2 separate regions of the Pan troglodytes genome follow, and region 2 is linked to region 1. A link is a contact called in public Hi-C data. All regions are on one chromosome and are shown on one strand. Each heading gives the region's core, a stretch centred on a gene start, on an enhancer-like site or on the middle of the called end of the contact. The rest is flanking DNA. Distances are from core to core; before and after follow the strand shown. Region 1 overlaps LRP6 (LDL receptor related protein 6). Region 2 holds the start of CDKN1B (cyclin dependent kinase inhibitor 1B).

Region 1 (3,562 bases), core at 503-3,002:
GATGCCATGTTGTAGAAAAATGAGAAGACTGATTTGACTGTAAAGGATAATGTGGGCAGTAGTATAGGGAAATTTTAGAGGGAGATGTCTGGAAATACAAATATGTATTTTTTAGAGTGAAATTAAAACGTGTTTGTTGAAGCAAGATGGTGCTCTTAAAGCACCAGGAAATATTGTAGTGCCTCTGATCGTAGGAAAAACGATTGGATGTCCTGAGGAGGAGGTCTCAGATGTAACTGTAGTTATCAAAGAATTTGGTTGTTGAGAACTTTATAGATATTTTTGAGAAATGGAGTTTGTGTTTTGCTAACAGAGTTTGTAAGGCTCAGAGGGTGTTGAAATGTTTCTGAGGTTACTGCTTTGTAGAACACATAGGATTTTGGTGCTTGTAGTCGTCATTAGGGAAGAATACTGTGGTGAAAAGATAAAGTTCTTTTTTCTCCTCTTCTTGACAAGTTCAATTTTACCACTGTAAGGGTGATGATTGAAATTTAATGAAATATCTGTTAAATGGTTATTATGTTCAGAGTTCTGCATTTTGTACTCTGGTTGGAGAGAGGGGGTTTGGTTTATCTTTACTGTTTAAGGACAGAAAACTTGGGAGAGACAACTTTTTCTTCTTCAAAGCATGTTTATTTGCATTATGTAACATGAATGTGAAGAGAGGAAGAGTGTTAAAATAATTAGAAGGGGCACAAGAGCTGTTATGAGCTTCATTACCAAATTTTGGAATGGGATCTTGATCATTTCTATAAGAGATTAATGATTACCTGATAGTACATTATTAAAGGGAACTGAATGTATATAGTTCCTCTTGACTCTTCAGGATCTAACAGTTCAGTGAGTAAATTAATCATTTTCATTTTGTTCCCCAAAACTAATGAGCTTTACTTCTGGGTAGCAGGTCTGATAAGTATCTTCTGAAGTAATTTTGCCATTTGATTAAAAAATACTTTAGAGTTTCTGTGGCTTTAATTTATCCTTGTTATTTCTCATTATTGAATGTGAGAATTCACCAAAGACTTAGCTGATAAAAAAGATTATTGGAAGAATCAGTAGCAATTTACTTTGAAGGTAGAAGGTAGTGTTATTTAGCTTCTGAAGGTGGTTCAGTGAAGAATAACTCTTTCTGTGGACTAAAGGCTTGGTCAAACACCCAGTGAAATATTTTGTATTATTTTTGATGTGTGTGGTTAATGTGGGAGGCAGAGGAGGGGAGAGTAGGGGAGAGAGAGTGGGTAAATTCAACCCCCCTCCCCAGCTTTAACAGTCCTCTCAAAATTTCTTTTAATTTTGAGAAGTCATTTTGTGTCATGGTTATTTTAAAAACGACTCAACTGGAAACAAATAGAATCTGGTCAAATGGTATATATACATTTGATATATGTACAAATGATAGAGCGTATTTAAAATTATATTTTAAACTCCTACACTGAAAAATATATTCATCAGATGATCTTTCAGTGTTAATGATCTTAGATTTGTATCGTGGATTGTGGTTTTAGTTGAAAAGTAATTATAGGTAGAGTACATCATTTGTCAAACAGAAGAGATGATTTCCAGATTTATTTTTTGGGGGAAATACGAAGTTTGAGTTCCAGACAAAGTACATGAAAACAGTGCTGAGGAAAAATGTAGACTTTTCAGAGTTCCAGGATCCTGGATTATGAGGTTCACAAGAGCTGATTGAGCTCTCTCATAGCAACTTACGTAAAAGGAAAGCTATTGAATGACTGGTATTGTTTGAGCCCTGGGAACTAGTGCAGACATCTGTGTGCTTTCGGATGTATGGAGTTCTTTGTGTAATCAGTCCATTTAGCCTAGACTGAAGGAAGATTTTTATTCCTCTCTCTAAATTTGGCCTCTATTATATTAGTCTGAGATTTTTTTTTTCCTTATAATAATGACTAGCAGTGTACAGTTCAGACTAAGCAACGGGAAGATGTGTGTATGAAATTGTTAGAGAAATGAACAACCAGAGTTACAGTAAACAGTTGTCTTATGTTACAGTGAGTAGAGGTGATTCCTATGTGGCTGCTCCTAATGCTGGAGCCCCTCAGTCTGATTCCACAGTTACCATGCTAAGCAACCGTACTAATCTTGGTGATGTTGAGGACCTGTGTCAAGTTTAAGGGTGTTTTGTTCGTTTGTTTAGGATCCTTTCATATTCCAAATCATTTTAGATTTTTTTGATAAAGTTAAACTTTAATGATTCAATTTGAAGTGAATTTATATTAAACAGCTTTGAATGATATTTATATTTTAAAAGTATGTATTTTTATTTATTATTTATTTATTTATTTTTGAGATGGAGTCTCACTCTGTTGCCCAGGCTGGAGTGCAGTGGCGCGATCTTGGCTCACTGCAAGCTCCGCCTCCTGGGTTCACACCGTTTTCCTGCCTCAGCCTCCCGAGTAGCTGGGACTACAGGCACCTGCCACTTTGCCTAGCTAATTTTTTGTATTTTTAGTAGAGACGGGTTTCGCCATGTTAGCCAGGATGGTCTCGATATCCTGACCTCATGATCTGCCCACCTCGGCCTCCCAAAGTGCTGGCATTACAGGCGTGAGCCACTGTGCCCGGCCATAAAAAGATTCTTTTTGTATGGAAAGTGGAAAATGTAGCCAGTTACATTTAGGCAGATTATATAGATTCACATATGTTTGGAGATGAGGTTTTTTGAGATCATTATCTAAAAAATAAGAGTGATGTGTTAGAAGAACCACTAATCTTTTCGGGAAATCTGGATTATGGGTTTAGCTTGAATGGCATATGAATCAGGGTCTTGGAAATTAAGAAACAACAAACTCGTGGTGTGTGTCTCTTTGTGTGTGTGTGTACATGTGTTCTCAAATGTTAATGTAGGGTTTTTTTTTTTTTTAAATATCTTAACTCTCATCCAGTTTTAGTTTCTTCATATCAAGTAATATCCATCACCGTGTCTCAAATTAATAAGTTTCAATTGTATTGTCTACTTCTTTATGCTCCATATCTCCTAGCATTTATTGAAGGAATTTTGAAGGGGAGTAGTTGTAGTATAACTGAATGCCTTTACATAACACAGTATTTTAATAGCTTTGCTTTTTAATAAAAGCTTTCTTTGCTTGTAACATTGAGCTTTTCATTCATCCTTAGTAGAAGATTGAAACTTGGTGATTATAAAGAATAGGATACCTTCCTCTGTATGGCTGGAGATGAAAAAAAAAAGAAGAAAAAGAATAGGGTACCTTTATGAGTATAGGCTGCCTGCACTTGGGGATTTTGTCTACCTTCGATGTATTCCAGAGTTGATGACTCTTCAGAAATTACAATGAATCTTTAAGATTTTGGAAGGAGGGATTTGTCAGCTAATTTGTGAACTAGGAATAAAATATGATTGTTTTTATTTTTGTAACAATTGATATTGATGCTATATTTCTTTTAGAAATTTTCACTTAAGCTTATTGAGTTTTATACTGTTTCCGTTGTCCTACCACTTGGACCGTGCCTTTCCTTCCTCCATCAGCTCTTTAAAAATGGAACAGTTTAAAAGTGCATTATTTTCTTTGTTCTTTTTCTGAGA
Region 2 (3,446 bases), core at 517-3,016, 480 kb before region 1:
TTCTGACTTAAAAGTCACAAACAGACAAGCAGTGGGCCAGGTAGCACTGAACACCTAAGACCAATAAAGTTAGCTCTCCCAAAGCTAAATCAGAATACGCCGAAAAACAAGCTACGGTTAACACCCTCCAGCAGGCAAAGCGGGGCCCCAAACACATTCTATGGTTGGGAAAGGGTCATTACCGTCGGTTGCAGGTCGCTTCCTTATTCCTGCGCATTGCTCCGCTAACCCCGTCTGGCTGTCCGACGGATCAGTCTTTGGGTCCACCAAATGCGTGTCCTCAGAGTTAGCCGGAGCCCCAATTAAAGGCGCCGCCGGGCGGCTCCCGCTGACATCCTGGCTCTCCTGCGCCGGCACCTTGCAGGCACCTTTGGGGGGCCGCGGGGGTCTGTAGTAGAACTCGGGCAAGCTGCCCTTCTCCACCTCTTGCCACTCGTACTTGCCCTCTAGGGGTTTGTGATTCTGAAAATCGAAATTCCACTTGCGCTGGCTCGCCTCTTCCATGTCTCTGCAGTGCTTCTCCAAGTCCCGGGTTAACTCTTCGTGGTCCACCGGGCCGAAGAGGTTCCTGCAGGCCGAGGGCTTGGGGTGCTCCGCCTGCCTGGCGTCCATCCGCTCCAGGCTAGGGCTCCCGTTAGACACTCGCACGTTTGACATCTTTCTCCCGGGTCTGCACGACCGCCTCTCTCGCACTCTCAAAAAAACAAAACAAAACAAAACCGAACAAAACAAAGCGCCCCTACGCAGCCCGAACCCCTCTCGGAAGCCCAGCGACTGCCCTCGGAGCCAAAAGACACAGACCCCGACGAGCCACGGCCCGAGCTCTAGGAGCGCGCAGGGGCTGCGGGGAAGCCCCGGCCCGGCCGCCGAGTCTCCGCTGATCAAATGGACTGGCGAGCGGGAGGGTGGAGAGGGGAGGGGACCAGGCAAGCGGAGAGGGTGGCAAAGCCCGTCCAAGTCTGGGCGGGTGCAAGCCCGCGGGTCCCGCGAACCCAGCCGCTCTCCAAACCTTGCCGGCGTCGGAGTCGCAGAGCCGTGAGCAAGCGGGGACAGGGGAGGGGGAGAAAAACACCCCGAAAAGACGAGCCCCCTTTTTTTAGTGGCCCAATATGGCGGTGGAAGGGAGGCTGACGAAGAAGAAAATGATTGACACGGCGAGTCTATTTAAACAGAGGAGGAGATCCATTGGTTGCGGCGGCGGGAGCCGCCCCGCCGAGGCTGGCGAGCGCGGCCTTAAGGTGGCCCCGGCGCGGTTCCGCCACCTCCCCTCGTTCCCGAGCGCGCCGCCTCCCCGAGCGCCGCCGGGAGATTGGCTGGTCGCGTGACTGCTGGAGGGGTACTGCTGCCAACAAACCTGCTCTGGCTGGCCTCGGAGAAATTAAAATTAAGACAAACAAACTAGCCAAACGGCCGGGAACCTGGGGCGGGGCCTGGGGTTCGGGGCCCGGCGCTGCGCTGGCGGGTTCGCAGCGGCGCCTAAGCCCCGACCTCCCTCCCGCTCCTCGCCCGGGAAGCCGGGACCTGGACCAGAGGACCGCGAAGGTCGCCGGCAGCTCGCTGGGAGCCGGGGTGGCGAGCTGCCCCCAGCTCGGCCCTCCCCAGTGGCCCCCACCTCGTGGTCTGCGGGGGAGGCCGCGGAGCGTTTGCTGGGGGGGCTGGGCGCCCCCCCGCCGGCGTGCCTTTGCTGGGGGCTGGTGGAGGCAGTGGGCGATGGTTCGCTCAGCCTTAACCCAGAAGTTTCTGCCATCCCTGCGGAGGCTGGGGGCCTAGGGAAGAAGCCAAGGCGAACGTCTTTCTTTTAGAAATTAGCCAGGAGTAGACGCGGCACTTATCATGAACTCAAGCTCTCCCTCAATGAAAATAAGAAAGGAACTCAAGATTAAAAAAAAAAAAAACCTCTAGTCTCTCAAGTCCCTTAATAAACTTTGTAGCTGTCTCAGACACGTTTAGTTTTGAAAAACAAGGGTACACCCCTGGCCCAGGATCTTCCTTCCCAAGCACAGTTAAGGCCATGGACATTGGCTGCGTGTGGGAACTCGTCCCTTTCTACTTTTCTGTTCTTTCCCGGGATTGTAGCAGTTTCCTCTACCTGAGTCCAGCCGCCAAATACAACAGCTCCTTCCTTCCTCCACCCTTCTCTCTCACCAGACTTCACTGCTCCAACAAACTCAGAACAATATTCAGATGCTAGTGAATGCTTTCAGAGGGCTGAAGGGTGAAAATACTCCCCTCGGGGTCAAACTCCAGATGATGAAATGATTTTTAAAACACCACAACCATGTCCTAACATCCGATACTAGTATTCCAGCGTTTCTCTTCTCCCTTTTGCAGCTGGAAATTTCTCTCTCAGTGTGGGCTTGAGCACCGTGGTGGAAGATAAAGTAGGACGATGAGCAGGGCTGCCCTGAGACAAAGCTCAGTGGATCTTCAACTGCCTCCCCACCCCCATGCCCGGTACCCATCATCTTGGTTTGAGCCAAAGTTAATGCATTTTACTGGAAACCAACCTTCCGTTCTAATATTACACAGCAGCAAAGTTTTCTTAAGCACCTATGCTACAGATGAGCTTGATGTGTAGCTTGTTTTCTTAGCCACATCTTGTCCACTTTGTGTGCCTACCTCATCTCATACGCTCCAGAATGTGACAGCTGGAAGGGACCCTCGGGACCCTGTGGTTTAACCCTCTCCTTTTTACCACGGAGGAAATCGAGACTCAGAGAGGTTTCCTGTCCAGGGACATGCATTCGGTTGGTACCGGAGGCAGGACTAGATGCAAGTCTCCTAACACTCAGGTTGGTTCATTTTCTGTTCCTTTCCTTCCTAATGGTTCTCACTGGTTCAGGGTTTTGTCTGAGTTTGATTGTGCTGTAGTCTGCAGGTCCTGCTGTCTTACAAGTGACTGAAAATGGCTCCTTCCCAGGCCCTGGGTTGCCTGCAGATGTTTCCTTGATGTGGCCTGTGGTCACTGATATTTAAATGCAGCTGTCTTGAGCCTGTGGTATCACCATCCACTAGTTCAACTAAAATTGAAGGACAGGGGTTGATACCCAGAGAACAGTAAAGGGGGCAGTGCCCAGAACTAGTTTTCAAGTCAGGACTTCCTACCTAACTGACAGAAAAGAATTCACCTAGGATCAAGCAAGAGGTCTCATCCTCTTTAGTTTTTCTACTTTTAAGGCTGTCAATTTATTGGACTGCAGACTGGGGGAAAAGGGACAGGAAAATTAGGGTAGGCCTCCCTACCATAATTTATACCTTACCCTAGAAATTAGATAATTGTCCAAATTTTAAAACAATTACTAACAACACAGGAACTCTATATATGTGCATCTATCCATATGCATAAACACCCAAACTACCACATGTGTTTAAATGGAGACATTCTAGAGTAGTTCACCTTGCCACAGAAGTTTGATTTTACTCATGGAATTCATGTCTTATATGGA

What was found. A called contact is a pair of places that touch in the nucleus more often than the background predicts.
Region 2: a contact with region 1 is called in a Hi-C map of stem cell-derived neural progenitor cells, with 5 times the contacts expected there. The contact joins the promoter of CDKN1B here to the enhancer-like site in region 1. A contact is called at or near these places in 1 of 7 Hi-C or Micro-C datasets (stem cell-derived neural progenitor cells) and 1 of 1 datasets of contacts at active chromatin or transcription factors (stem cell-derived excitatory neurons).

What each region holds. Positions count from the first base shown.
Region 1 is chr10:19,387,486-19,391,047 of NHGRI_mPanTro3-v2.0_pri, reverse strand. The region is part of intron 2 of LRP6 (LDL receptor related protein 6); the gene reads left to right. Among named protein-coding and RNA genes, the nearest start is that of LRP6, 26 kb to the left of the region's middle. Within about 2 kb of position 1,752, at least 6 of the 24 cell types and tissues checked have an H3K27ac peak or open chromatin away from gene starts, as enhancers often do. A contact at or near this core is called in stem cell-derived neural progenitor cells, where this site is marked.
Region 2 is chr10:19,865,588-19,869,033 of NHGRI_mPanTro3-v2.0_pri, reverse strand. It overlaps CDKN1B (cyclin dependent kinase inhibitor 1B), which reads right to left and starts at 1,766. Exons shown (of 3, transcript XM_522347.7): 1 at 183-1,766. The coding sequence starts at 657. LOC134807462 (a long non-coding RNA gene) reads right to left here. Exons shown (of 3, transcript XR_010147981.1): 3 at 3,393-3,446.